Regions from separate parts of the Mus musculus genome. Here all the other regions are linked to region 2. A link is a contact called in public HiChIP or PLAC-seq data. All regions are on one chromosome and are shown on one strand. Each heading gives the region's core, a stretch centred on a gene start, on an enhancer-like site or on the middle of the called end of the contact. The rest is flanking DNA. Distances are from core to core; before and after follow the strand shown. Region 1 has its middle 89 kb from the start of Fbln2. Region 2 holds the start of Wnt7a (wingless-type MMTV integration site family, member 7A). Region 3 has its middle 88 kb from the start of Gm30437.

What was found. HiChIP or PLAC-seq counts read pairs in DNA pulled down with a chosen protein or histone mark.
Region 1: a contact with region 2 is called in an H3K4me3 HiChIP or PLAC-seq map of embryonic forebrain, with 5 times the contacts expected there. The contact joins the enhancer-like site here to the promoter of Wnt7a in region 2. A contact is called at or near these places in 20 of 39 promoter capture datasets (the 3T3-L1 cell line, 3T3-L1-derived adipocytes, the C10 cell line and 12 more), 1 of 15 datasets of contacts at CTCF or cohesin (pro-B cells), 53 of 484 Hi-C or Micro-C datasets (the 3T3-L1 cell line, 8-cell embryo, the AML12 cell line and 31 more), 25 of 115 datasets of contacts at active chromatin or transcription factors (astrocytes, craniofacial prominence, differentiating embryonic stem cells and 13 more) and 3 of 9 other capture datasets (adipose tissue, liver and pancreatic islet).
Region 3: an H3K4me3 HiChIP or PLAC-seq map of embryonic basal ganglia shows a contact between it and region 2, with 2.2 times the contacts expected there. The contact joins the enhancer-like site here to the promoter of Wnt7a in region 2. A contact is called at or near these places in 5 of 39 promoter capture datasets (HPC-7-derived erythroid cells, the SN4741 cell line, cranial neural crest and 2 more), 2 of 15 datasets of contacts at CTCF or cohesin (large pre-B cells and pro-B cells), 4 of 484 Hi-C or Micro-C datasets (the HPC-7 cell line, embryonic fibroblasts and nephron progenitors), 15 of 115 datasets of contacts at active chromatin or transcription factors (craniofacial prominence, embryonic basal ganglia, embryonic forebrain and 6 more) and 3 of 9 other capture datasets (adipose tissue, liver and pancreatic islet).

What each region holds. Positions count from the first base shown.
Region 1 is chr6:91,299,585-91,304,154 of GRCm38.p6, forward strand. No RefSeq gene overlaps it. Among named protein-coding and RNA genes, the nearest start is that of Fbln2, 89 kb to the left of the region's middle. Within about 2 kb of position 2,422, at least 64 of the 459 cell types and tissues checked have an H3K27ac peak or open chromatin away from gene starts, as enhancers often do. A contact at or near this core is called in astrocytes, cerebral cortex, cortical neurons and 10 more, where this site is marked.
Region 2 is chr6:91,409,191-91,413,371 of GRCm38.p6, forward strand. It overlaps Wnt7a (wingless-type MMTV integration site family, member 7A), which reads right to left and starts at 2,163. Exons shown (of 4, transcript NM_009527.4): 1 at 1,849-2,163. The coding sequence starts at 1,919. Gm30437 (a long non-coding RNA gene) reads left to right here and starts at 2,138. Exons shown (of 2, transcript XR_377869.4): 1 at 2,138-2,821; 2 at 2,916-3,526.
Region 3 is chr6:91,321,345-91,325,982 of GRCm38.p6, forward strand. No RefSeq gene overlaps it. Among named protein-coding and RNA genes, the nearest start is that of Gm30437, 88 kb to the right of the region's middle. Within about 2 kb of position 1,252, at least 11 of the 459 cell types and tissues checked have an H3K27ac peak or open chromatin away from gene starts, as enhancers often do. A contact at or near this core is called in embryonic basal ganglia, where this site is marked.

The DNA.
Region 1 (4,570 bases), core at 1,172-3,671, 110 kb before region 2:
GCTGTTTTCACTCTTTTTGCTGAGGCACCTGCTGGCCCTGGGCTTTGTCAAAACTGGTATAAATATTACTGCCTTCCCATCCAGGCCTCAGTTTCCTCATCTGTGGGGGGCTGCACATTCACCCTCTCAAACTGGAAGAGTCCCAAGCCTCATGTAGCCCGCAACCTTAGTGCCCAGTCAACCTGATGACTTTTGTTGTTGTTTGTTTGTTTTGCTCTTTTCTGTATGTGGCTTTCCACACAAAGGTCTGTTTTATACTTTCTCTTTTGATGCTGATGCTGGAACTTCCTGGCTACCTGAAGTACTCCATCACAAAGCCACACCCCATCCTCTCTACCTTCTCTTGAAGAATCAGAAGGCGTGATCATCCCAGTGTCTCCATCTGTAGACTTGAATGAGGAGTGATCCTCTTACATAGAGGGCGTGCTCTGTGCACCCCTCTCCCCTGTGGGGCCCTCCATCGGCCTCTGAGTTGCCTACAGTGTGACCTCTAATTCACCTGAACTAACCAGCATCATAATCCTTTTCTTACCTACTGTGTGGCCTCAGGCAAGTTATGTAGCATCTCTGAGCCTTAGAGTGGATTAGAGAGTGTGAATGGAGAGGGCTTTGCGCAGGCCTTGGCATACTGTCTGTTAGGGAATGCCACGGTTATCTGCATCTGAGCCTGGTAAGCTCAGGGCCTACCCTCATGCTTGCCAGATGGAAGCAGTGGACAGGGGGAGGGGCCACTGCTGCTGATGGTAAGTCAGCCAGAGCAGGGAAAGAGCCCTAATGTTGGCACTTTGCCACTGGGCTGTGTGACCTCTCTGGCCCTGTTTTTAAGCCTCATGACAGGTGATTGCAGGGTCTCAGGAGCTCCCGCAGGGAAGTGTCTGGTGTGTAGCTGTTACTTTGGGGGAACTGTGGAAGAAGGACTTGACTCTAAGAAGGTCTGCTGAGACCAGAAACAGGGGCAGTGTGGCAATAGTCCCTTCCAAAGGGAGACCAAGAGCATCGTCAGTCCACTGCTGATCTGGGAGGGGGATGAGGTAGGGGTCTAGGGACAGAGGGCAGGAAAACTGGGACCAGATGTGCAATCTGTCGCTGAAGCAACTTTAGCACAAAAGGACACACTTGCTGTAGTAGCGTTGGGTTGACAGAAAAGTCATCTCAAATATGTTCCTGGGTCAGGGGCAGTCTGGCGCTAGAGGAGGTTGGACCTGGGTCTGTAGATTCAAATTCCTGTCTGCCTTCCAGCTTGCTTTACTTACTGCTGCGTGAGACCCATGGTTCTGGGTTCCCAAAGACTAAGGGTCCATCTCAGCTCCATTCCTTTGTGGGCCGAGGAGTTTTCCCGCCCCCCCCCCCAAATCCTTTCCACATCTCCAAAGCTCAGAATTTAGAATTTCAGACTAGAAGTGTTCCAGTTCATCGTCTTCAAAGGCAAAAGCAGTTCTCAGAGGAGAGTGTGAGGGCAGTCACCTCAGCTCCCCACTGGAAGGTGGGGAGCCATAGGGCTTGAGGCTGGAACTGAGATGCTCTGTGTCTTTGAGGGTGGAGGTGACTGCCATGTCTAGGGGCCGGAAGGGGACCTTCCAGGATGTGGTAGCACTGTCTCTAGGCAGATGCGCTCAGACAAAATCTTCCTGGCCCCACAGAACAGATGCCTCAGGCAACCTGAATGTGTCTGACGTGGCAGCTGTGGCCCTCTTGGCTCACTTAGAGAGGAGCTGGTTGTACCAGAAGGTGGCCCTCGGTGGGGAATGTGCACAGTCTTTTGGGAATGATTTGGGGGGTCATAAATTTTCGGTGGCATAGCAGTCCTCCGAGTTTTCATGACACTGAAGCGTTTGGACTTGTCTGAGCGGGGAGGGCTCCACTCCGCAGTGCACCAGCTCTAGAGATTTGTTATTGCAAGGGGGAATTTTTTTCCCCCTTAAGGTGGAATCTTCAAATTTCATGTTCTGCTTTAACTTGTTTTATTTCACCGGAACACAAATAAAAATAGCCCACCATGCTATATAGGTTGAGTCGGGAGAGGAGTCCTTCCTGAGGAAGGGCAGAGTGTTTGCGGGGAATTTATTCTGCCTTGGTCTAAATCTGGGCTCTGTGGAGTAAGTCTTTTGGACCTGGTCTCTGGCCCTGCTGGTCCCTGTCCCTATGATGGTGCCCCCGAAATTTAGACCTTCTACCTAATGACAGGAAAGATGCTACAGGGCTTCCAGCTTTGCTTTCTGGGACTCACATGTCCTGAGTCTGCTCTCAAGGCTCAGGGTTGAAGCTCATCTCCAGTGTCTAGGGCACTCTCCAGCTCAAGTGGGGACTCAAGTGTGAGCAGGATTGCTGAGGGGGATGCTTGACATAGTTGGTTCTGGGGTTGACTGAAGTCTCCTAGGCACCTTGGCAGCCCTGTTTCCATGCCGACCATTGCCTTGCCACTCACAGGCATTTTCCCCTATTCACCAGCACAGCTCTCAAAGGGAGTCAAGGAAACTGCTCTCTGCTTCACACTGGATCATTTGCATCAATTTGCATATTCATTAAGTTTCTCTGGATTCTCCCAGAATAGGCTGGCTGACACAGTGAGTGCCTTGTCTCTTCATCTGCAGGACAGGATAAAAGGGTCTGAGTTGAGCCACAGTGGTGAGGTATGGGCAGCTGTTGCTGAGCACAGGTCTTTGCAGGCTGGCCAGAGATGTCTCTGAGGAGCCCCACATAGGTCTGGATATGTAAGGTTGGGCAGTCAGAGAGGGTGGATTCCAGTTCCACCCATCAGTTAGAGCATTCTTTGGGATGCAGGGCTGTCAGGACAGACTCCTTTGTTTTTGATCCATTGTGGGCTTTATCTCACTGTCTCCTGTGAAGAAGTGTGGTACTTCTCATCTATGGATGGGCGGTGGGCACTTGCTTTACAGCTGGCACACCAGGTGGGGGGTGGAGAGAGATGGGCTTCTGATCATGGCAGGGCCTGCATGCCTGGCCCAGAGGTAGGGACATAGGGTAGACGAGTGTGATATTTCCTCAGGCTATCATGACATCACAGCACAGAGACCCACTCCTTACAGATCCACAGAGCAGGAGTCGAAAACCAAGATGCCCTCAAAGATGGTTCTTCTGAGGCCCCTCCCTCCCTATGGCTCAAGGCTGCTGTCTTTACATGTCTGTAGACACCAACTGAATGACATGAAGGGTCTATGCTATGACCCTATTTTGGCTCAGCCACTCTTCAAAGTCCCTGTCTCCAAATAAGTCCAACAAAGTCTTAGTCTTAGCTAAGGCTTTGAAGGCTAGACTTTCACAGCCTATCATAATATAACCTGTCTTACAGTGTTGGTGGGGACACTGAGGGGAGAAGGAAGTTGAGACTAAGCTGGGGTCTGGAGCGTTGAGTGATGTGGGTCTGGTATCACGTATAACAGTTCCCAGTGTTAGCGGCTTCAGGATAAGGACATGTCAAGCCACAATCCTGGATCAAGTTGGAATGGAGCAGGTCATGGGCTTTGTGGACCCACAGCCTCATGATCTTTGCAGTGATGTTTGACTTGCCTGTGGGCCCTTGTGAGCAGGCCAACTAAGGAGACTCCCAAGGCTCCCACTCTTAAAGTGTCACCCACACCATGTGCTTAAGACCCGTCTATTTGAGATACAATCTCAGGGACTGGAAGTAGAAGATAAGGGTGAGGCAGGGCTGGGGAAGAGGCTAATCTGAGAACGTGCTCCTGAGCCAGTCACTACTGTGTGGAATGAGGACTTGTACCTGCTGGGGCCCGTCAGAGAAGTTTGGCAAATGCCTCAGGATAGTTTCTCAAGGACAGAAGAGACCCCGTTTCTCTTGGAGTAAGTGTTCATGGACTGAACAACCCTTATAGTCCTTTCAGACTTGCCCCTGACCTGGTCAGCGAGGCTTGGGTCTGCTGTGTCACACCTACGAGGTAACACTGGAGTGGCTTGTGAGATACTCCAGGTACTGCTATTACAGAGCTGGTTGTGAGAGCCACAGCTGAAACTAGGATGAGAAACAGGAAACAAGAGGATCCTGGGGCATCTTCCAAGCAAGTAGAAGTGCAAAAACAGTTGCTAGCTTCAGGGACTCTGGTCCTGGCCAGTGCATACTCTGAACAGACTCCTGTCAAAGCTTCTTCCACACTCTGCCCTGAGCTGTGTCACACTGGGCACAAGGCCATGGGTCTGATGTCCTCAGTCCCAGGTGAGGAATGTTGGGAAGAGGCAATACCAGGCACAGGGCAGGGACTTGTCACTTCTGCCTTGGCTGAGGAAATCTCAAACATGGGCTAGAGAGCTGTGGAGGCTGGTTTGGCCTGGACTCTCATCCCCTGTGTGGAGGCCTCATGACAGAGACAGTAGGGACAGAGGTTAGACCCAAACCTAAGATCTGAATTCCTCTCTGGAGAGACATATATATCCCTTGGGATCATGCATGATAGTGACAGCTCTGGCCACATGGCTGTGGACAGCAGCACTGCTGCCAGCTGCTCCTGGGTCCATTCTGGAAAGGTGTGGCTCGACTCCATCCCTTGAATATTTCCAAGGTGACCTAAACAAGAGGAACTCAAGCCCAGGATAATTG
Region 2 (4,181 bases), core at 913-3,412:
CCTTCACTTTCTAACCTGGAGCAGGTTCACAACCCCCCTTATGTATCTCAGAGCCTGCACTGCTTAAACAAGAGCTTCTGAGAGGCCGTCTGCACCTCAGAGGGTCGATAGGAAGCACATGTTGAGGTGCCATTTTTATCGCTTTTGGAACTTATGGTTCCCAGGGCTAGTACTGCAGTCATCTGAACAGCCCAGGTAAAATTAGAATACCACAAATATGTCACACATAGGTGACACAGGAGCCAGTCTTACCTACCAGACTGAGAAACCTCAAGGGACTTGGGGACCTTAACCCTCGGACCCAGCAGAGCGGTTCAAAGTCACTGAAACTCTTAACCGGGACCTCCCTCCAACTGCCCTGAGAGAAGGCCACGCCCCCTGACCTCCGCCTCCTCCCCTAGGGTAGCCCCTAGTGAGCCAATGAGGTGTCAGGTCCCGGAGAAATCAGGGAGTTTTACTTTCTGCCGCTTTCCCCTGCTCCAGTCTTTAGTGTCTCCGCCCCTCGTTTCTAATTAAAAAGAAGATAATACCTAACGCGGCCAGAGCCAATGAGCCCGACCTCGCTTCCTGGATGCTGGATGAGTGGATGAGCGCAGGGCGGTAGTGCGCGGGCCAAGATGAAGATTAAAGCAAGTGGGGGGGAAAAAAAAAGAAAAGAAAAGAAAAGCCATCCAGACGCGGGCGAATCAATAACACTTAAAACACACCCGCAGGCAGGCAGCGCGCGAGCCCAGAAGCCGCCTCTCGATCCGCGGTTGGGCTGGAGGCCGCCTAGTCCACTCAGAGCGCACTTGGTTTTGAAATCCCATTCCAGAGAGGTGGGGTTGGGGAAGTGGGAACCCTGAGGGTGGCGGCGGAGAAACACAAAGGGTCTGCCACACACGCCCCCTGGCCTTGGGTCCAGTTCTTCCCAAGGCAGCGACAGGAGGTTCACAGGTAGTAGGGGTGTATAGAGAGAGGCAGGTGTGAAGCCTCCCAAGGTAGCCCTTTGGCGCTAGGACCTCTGTCTATGATTAAAGCCCCCCACGTCCCCAAAACCGTGCTGCACACAAGTCACTTCCTAAGTACAAAGAGAGGCCGCGCAACGCAGCGCAAGAAGCCACCTGCTTCCACTTTCCAGTTAGAGTGTCTCCTGCCCCACCTCCTGACGCCTGGGTTCTTTGGCTCCCACCCCAGCGACCCCAGGGTCGGCTGTCTTGCTTTCTTTGGGTGGCGGCTAGAGAGCGTCTCTCCTTGGTGTCTCCGACTAGCCATTAACTATCTCTGGTCGTACTATTTGGTTCTGATTGTTAAATGTGCTGTCCTCCTAGCTTGGGAAGGGGGTCTGAGGGCCGCTGGAAATGAGGCGGTGCCAGAGCTCTGAAAGGTGGTTTATGCTTTTGCCAGGGAACACCCCCAGTCCTGGGCCCACGTTTGCTACATGAGTAGCCCTGTCTGCAAAAGGGCTGCGCTCACAATATCGCGCGTAGAATTCCTGCTGGGAATTGAGCTCTCTAGGGGTGGCTGTGGTCCTGCCGGATCTACTGTGCTTGTGGCTTGCGCGCAGGGGCGGGGGGTGGGGCGGTTCCTGGGGACCCCATAGAGCAGATATTCGCTTCCAGAAACACTTAACTGTCTGTTTCTGGAGGTATCCCTGACTCTGAGATCCTTGGGATGGCCGATCCCCTGCCCGAGTCTGTGGAATTGCGTGCGCCCCTGGGTTGTCCGCTCACGGGGAGCCTTTGTGCCCTCAGGGTTCCTGCACCTCCCACTGCCTCTCCTGAGCTAAGTTGGGCAGCGCGCCTCCCTCCCGGGCCCAGTCAACTTTGCCTCCGTCGCACGCGCGGAAAGAACGCGCGCGGTGCTTACCCGATCCGGAGGTAGACTATGCCCAGGCTGAGAAAGAGGTGGCCCAGGCAGCGCCGCGCTTTCCGGGTCATAGTCCCCGCTGGTGGCGGGTGCCACGGGCCGGGCTGTGCTGATCCCGCCAGCCGGGCCCGGCGGGGCAATCCACATAGCCTGCGCAGGGGGCGCGGGCCGAGGCTCCCTGGGCGGTCCGTCGGTGCGTCGGTCCGCGCTAGGCACTGGAGACTGTCCCAGAGCGCGGGAGCCGCGGAGCCAGAGGAGGGGAGAACAAGCGCAACAAGGGGCGCCGCTGCGCGCCAGCGATCGCGGCAAGTGTTTGAGGCGCGGGGACTGCGGGGCGCTGCTGCCTCCCGCCCCCGCCCCTCCCTCTCCGCCCTTCCCCCGCCCGCCTCCCGGAGCGCCCGCCCCGCGCCCAAGCGCCCGCGGGTCGAGGATGTCTGCCCCGAGCGCGCTCCCGCGGCGCTCCTCCGAGCTCGCGGCGGTGGGAGGCGGGGGCGTGGAGCGGAGTTGGGGGTGGAGGGCGGTGGAATCCTGCCTGCCTAGCATCCTTCGCTAACTCGCAGGTTGAGACCAGCAGGTGCCCAAGGGCCATCCTCTGGGTGTAGAGGATATAGGCTCATTTCAGAACCCTCACGCCTTGTTAGAGCTCTGTCACACGGGCCAGAAACAGGGAACTGGGGTGGAGACTCCTGCAGAACTACTACCCCACACATTCTCTCCTCACCCTCGTCTGTGCGAGGGGCTGATTGCACCTAAGGCGAGACGTGACAGGATCCTCCGGAATCTTGCTACCGGTGGAGACTTGGAATTGGACTGGAGCCCAATGACCAGTAGCAGAACCTGAGAACACGCGCAGGTGAAAGCTCAGAGCGCTCTCACGGCGACACCTGCTGGGTGCGGCAGGTGGTGCATTCTGGCCTTTTGTCTTTCTGATCAGAGACACGCAGCCCAAGTTTCAGTTGGAGAAACTGAGGAGGTGAAGTCAAACTCAAAGTCACTAACAGGTGAATAGCCAGATTGGAACAAGGTAGCCCCAACTCTAGTGACCCCTACTCTTCTCTCCACTCCAGGCCTGCTTAGCCTTCCAGACTGCAGTTCTTCATGCATACCTTCATGTACAGCCGCTGTTCACGCATGCGTCCACGGGCTACTGGCGCCAGCCATGCTGACAACCGTGGATTCAAGGAACACGGGAGACCTTGGTCTGGGTACAGCCTGGGGGGGGGGCGCTTTCAGAATATGGCCACTACATTGTTCAACCAATCTCCATTGCAAGGAGTTCTCTGTGCGCGCCTTCCTTGCCTCTGGGCAAGCCTGTGATAGCTTCCTCATTGACAGGTGCAGATGATGGTAAATGGATACGTACAGGAGCCCTGTCCAGTAAGCACATGCATAGCTTCAGATGGCACCGGCTGGTGAGAAGGTCACAGGACCGGGGACCGGGCAATGGGAAAGAGGGTTCTGTGCACTAAAATGTTTGTTTTAGCTCTGAGGAAGTGGCTGGGCTGTCCGCAGCAGATCACAGGATTTGGGCCCATTATGGTAGAAGCTAGGAGTGGGTGAAGGAGGAGCAAGGATGAAGAGAAAGAAAGCCAGTGATGTGGAGGGAAGAGAGGGGGACTGTATTCCTAGAAGAGTTTGGAGTCCAATGGAGACCCTGGAGAATAAAGCAGGTAACTCATTTGTGTGTGTGTGTATCTCTGGGTGTCCCATGGAGACACTGATGGGGGCTGGGAAGGGAATTGGACACTGGGGAGCCTGTTGGACTAGGGAGACTTCAACATGGGTTCAGGGACAGATGGGACATTTGTGCTGGAGAACTTTTATTGCCGTTTTGGCATGAATCTGACTGAAGTGGAGATAGCCTTGACCCACTGGTCCCCCAGCTTCCACCTCAGGGGTGCTGGGATTACAGACTGTGCACTCCCACCCTGCTTTATAGGATGTCAGGGATTGAACCTAGTTCTTTTCTAGTGCTAAACCAGTACTTTCCCAACTAAGCTATATCACCCCCCCCAAGCCTGGGGGTGCTTTCAGAACATGGCCACTACAATGTTCAGACGTTCTCCATTGCAAGTTCTCTGTGTCCTCCTGGCTCGCCTCTGAGTGGGCCTGTGATGGCTTCCTCAATAACAGGGAAGAGGTAATGGTGCAGGTGAATGGATGCATACAGGAGCCCTGACCCACCCTAATGACTGCTGTGCTGTGAGGAAACCAGGAATATGTACAGCCACTGCAGCCCACAGTCCTAATTGTGACCTTGACTGGTGGGATCCATTATGATTGCTACACAGGTCACTGAAGGCCCTCCAGATGCCACCAGCCATCCACTCAGT
Region 3 (4,638 bases), core at 2-2,501, 89 kb before region 2:
CTCCCTCCCCTTCTGTCTCCCTCCCTCCCTCTCTCCCTCTGTGTGTGTGTGTGTGTGTGTGTGTGTGCGCACACACACATGCGCGCGAGCGCATGTGCATGTATGTGGGTACTCTCAGAGGCCAGAAGAGGGCCTCTGATTGCCTGGAGCTGGAGTTACAGGCAGTTGTGAATTACCCAATAAGGAACTGAACCCAGGTCCTCTGGAAGAACAGCAAGCGCTCTTAACTACTGAGCACCCTCACCAGCTCCCCGACGACATTATTTATTACATAATCGTTCCTGCCGATCTGGGAGGTGTCGGTTTCAGGATCCTCCATGGATTCCTAACCCCACAGCTGCTCAAGTCCCTCATCTAATGTAAGGTATTTGCTCAGAAACTCTAAATGTTCTCCCACATGCTTTTAAGCATCATAGGTGGCTTGGAGCTCGCAGTGTGAAGTCAAAGGGCTTGCAGATGGCGACTCTGCAGCATTGTTCAGGGAGTGCTGACCAGAAGTGCACATGCTCAGAGTGAAGATGATGCCAGTTTTTAAAACCATGTCTCACCTGCACTTGGGTGAGTTGCAGATGCACAACTGGGGTTGTTACATAGCATCATATGACTTAGCATGCACAGGGTGTGCTTGATGTGCCATTGGGCGACAACCTATAAGTCTAGCCTATGACTACAAGCAGTGTGAAGGGGGTCAGCAGCTACCTGCAGCAAGCCACCTGCAGCATGTCATGGCATATTCCCAGTCTGCCACTTCCATGAACTTCTCACCTTCAGTAGGCAGGTGAGTGCCAGCTTCCTGTGGGGTATGAGAGGTGTCGTTGACCTCTGAGACCAAGACGAAGCTTATCTCTGGCTCCAGTCCTGAGACCATCACTGTGCCTCTGGGACTCAGCTCCTCATCTGCACAAAGGAGAGGCAAGCTGTGGGGTGACTGCATGCAAAGGACTGAGGAAGTGAAAGTTAATGGGCACCCTTTGGATGTCACTAGATTTTTACCACCATACCATGAAGCCCAGTTACCACCGTGTAACTTCTGTGAAATAGTGTGGCTTGCGCTTGTAACCCACACAACCCTTTGTTCATGTACATGCCAGACTGCTCACAATGCCACGGCAGTATCCATGCTAGGGTAAATGCTGCTCCCTGTATTGTGTAGCGATAATGACATGGAGAAATGCTGCTAAATAGCTGTTATGCTGCATTGTGTGGATAATGACATGGAGAAAGGTTCGCACATGCTCAGTGCAAGCATATAACCCACATGCAGTGCGTGCTCTCTCAGGCTTCTTTTCCATTTATGGTTGCTCAGGAAACCCTGGAGTATGGGGTAGCCTATGCTCAGAGTTTTATAGCCAGGACTGGTGCAGCCACTCCAGCCCATGATGCTCCACGCCTCTCTCCTAGTGATAGCAGTTGGATACTTTGGGGTGTGTGTGGAGCAGGGGAGAGGCTGGAATCTTGCCAGGGTAATTCTGGATTTTATAGATGAGGCCATTCAAAATGTGACAGAATTGCCAGTCCTGACTCCACGCTGTGTTCAGGTGTGCCTGTATAGCAAGGGTGGCTCTCGCTGAGGCCAGCTGCTGTCCTGACCGTGGTATAGAGCCAACACTTGGCTCTTTCTCTAACACACACCTCTCCAGTCTTGTTTTCATGTCGTGGTTTTCTTGAACAAACAGGATCATTTGTTCCAGAAACCAATGTATGATCAGGGAATGGAGGAGCGAGTGCGTGGTAGCTTGTATGTGGTCCTTCTGAGTACAGGGAATCAGAGACTACCGAAGACCACTGTAGGCCCAGCCCAGGCGGCACAAATCCACTTAGGGCTTGTTTTCGGAAATCGTTACTTCCTGCAGCTCATCTCAGGCTGACCTCTGTCAGGAAATGTAGAAACGCCGCCTTGAGCATGTCCTGTGAGCATCTGCACCTCCCTGGCCCAGTGGGACCTCTGCAGGAGGCTGCTGTTATTTATGGAGCAGGCCCAGTGACAGGGGAGCAGCCTGCCCAGGAAGCATAGGTGCTATCTCGTCCCTAACCCGACCTGCATCACACTGCCTCGGGGAGCATTTCTCCAGGAGGGGATGGGGTCAGGAGCCCCCACAGAGACTTTTCAAAGCCATAATAAAGATATCAGGAGGGCGATCTGTCAGGTGGACCCTGCTAGGCCATCGAAGGGGCGGGCAGATGGAGCGGAGAAGGCCGGGCTAAAACCAGATGTTGTGCTTCCTGAGAATAGACATGTCAGGTCTTCAGGGCTGTCAGGTGCCCCCTCATTAGCCCATCAGCCTCTCAGAAGCCACAGCACACTGACATCTCACTCAGCACGATACCTGGCAGGGACCCAGGTCCACAGTGGCCAGTGCTGCCATCTTTGCAGAGGAGGGAAGGGGGGGGGGGTCCAGGGGACCTGATGAGCCTCAATGGCAGAGACTGGAGCAGGTGACAGTCAGGGCAAAAGTCATCAGGCTTCGAGCTGTGAAGATTGCCTGAGTGTCACCACCCATGTGTCCTTGGCTTGCACTGGCTCCTCCTTGCCTTGGAATTATCCTTCTTCTAAGAACATCTGCTTCTTAGCAAATGGAAATTTGATAAACTATCTTAAAACCCACCCAGGGAGATTTCACGCAAATGCCCATCAACCTGTGCAGTGAGTGAGAGGTAACACTAACAGATCTCAGTTCCTCTGTCTCTGAGCCTCACCTCTGTCTTCTTGGTTACTAGGTGCCAAGTCCAGTATGGAGAGCAGCAGAAACAGACAAGTACCAAAGGGTGGTTTTCTTTGTAATGATCAGGACAGAAGAAAGGATTATCTATTGTGTTAAAATTATTTAACTCCAAGCCCTGTTCTATGAGTATCTGGGCCCAAAGATACCACCTGCTCAACACTCACACAGTTGACTCTGTTAGCAGCAGCAGTCCATAAGGTTTTAGTAACACACACACACACACACACACACGCACGCACGCACGCACGCACGCACAGTGGTGGGGACTCTTGGACAAACACCTCTCTCTTTCCCAGGAAGATATAAGAAGATATTCATGTACCTATCATGAATGAAACATACAGTAGGCTCCTAGCTCATGGGTTCTCTTTTGCTTCTAAACAAGGCCTCTGTGGTGTAAAAAGAGCCGTGCATTAGTGTTTTCTGAGCACCAGCACACAGTAGGTGGGCAGGTGCTTCATTTGTCTGCCTGGAGAATACCCATTTAGCTCAGGGAAACTGAGGCTGAATATATGTCATCCACTTAAGCGCCAAGATGTGCTTGGGAGAGCCAGTAAACTGGTGGCTTTTCACTGGCACTAGGTGCCACTGGGACTCAGACTTGGCTTGGAACAGGGAGACGGAGGCCCAGCAAGGACAACCAGAGCCACTCAGCCTTCCCATGGTGCCATTTCTGATGCAGGGAGCTGACTCTAGCCCTGGAGAAAGCGAGCCTGCCTTGAAGCCCTTGAAAGAGTCTGAGTACGGACCCCAGGCCCATTGAATGCTTCTGCCTCTGCGGAAGAGCAGAAGGGAGGAGGACATGAACGCCTGCCGAGGTTGTTCTCTCACAGGGCCCTCCTCAGCCTAGACGCTGTAATTATGCTGGGTAATAACAGGTCCTGTATCTCCTATGCCTGTCAGGGGGAAGAATCCATCTTATCACTAATTGCAGGGTTGGCGGGCTCTGAATGTCTCTTTCCGCTAGCCTGGGCCTTTCCTGGGGGGAGCTGGCAGGGCTTTCTGAGTTAACGCTGCCTGGGCCTGGGTGCAGGAAAGGTTGGAGAAGGGTGAGGCGAGCTTCGGGAGCCTCCTAAGAGGTGAGGCAGGAGCCTCCCTTGTGCTGGTCTGAGCCTGCAGCTCAGCCTGAGCTTTGACACAGCTTCTTGGTCCATCTTCCCTGCTCTGTCCCTTACAGTCAGGAAATATGCAGCTGACTGGAATCATGTCCCCTCCTTTGCTTTATATCCCCACTGCTTCCACTTCTGTGAGAGACAAGACAAAGCTCTCAGGACGGCCTGCAGGCCGGCATCATGAGCCTTGACCTGTAAGTGTCCTCCAGCCTGCTGGCCTCCCTCTGTTTCCAGAGTACCCAACGAATGCTTTCTGCCTGCATCTCCTAAGTCCTGTTGTGGACGCTCCCTTCTCGGGAATGCACTCCAAAGCCCCCAGCACTTGCTGCCCACCTGTCCTGCTTTATCTTGTTTTTCTTGTTAGCTCATCATCTTCTCAACCACCATATATTTTACTAATTACTGTCTCCCCCACCCTATGAGGCTGTCAGCTTCTTGAGTTCAGAGGCTGTCTTCTGGCTGGTTCACTGCTGTATCCTTATTACCTCAGACAGTGCTCATCACACAGTAGGTGCACACTGCTAACCCAGCTGGCTGGCCTCACTGCTTGCTAGTTCCCTGCTTCGACTCAGGTGTTGCTGTCAAGAAGGCTCTCGTCAGGCCCTTTCCTCCAGGAAGCCAGCCAGGACTCCAGTGCATCTGACAGACGCTCTTGGAGGCAGTTTCTTTCTCTAGATACTACCTATGTCTGAATCTGTCACCGTGAATTCCTCTGGGGCTGGGTGATCCTCCTCTGGGTCTCTAAGAACTGTCTGAGCTTGGGATCCCCATAGGAATGGTGAGGGGGAAGTTAAGGGCTAGGT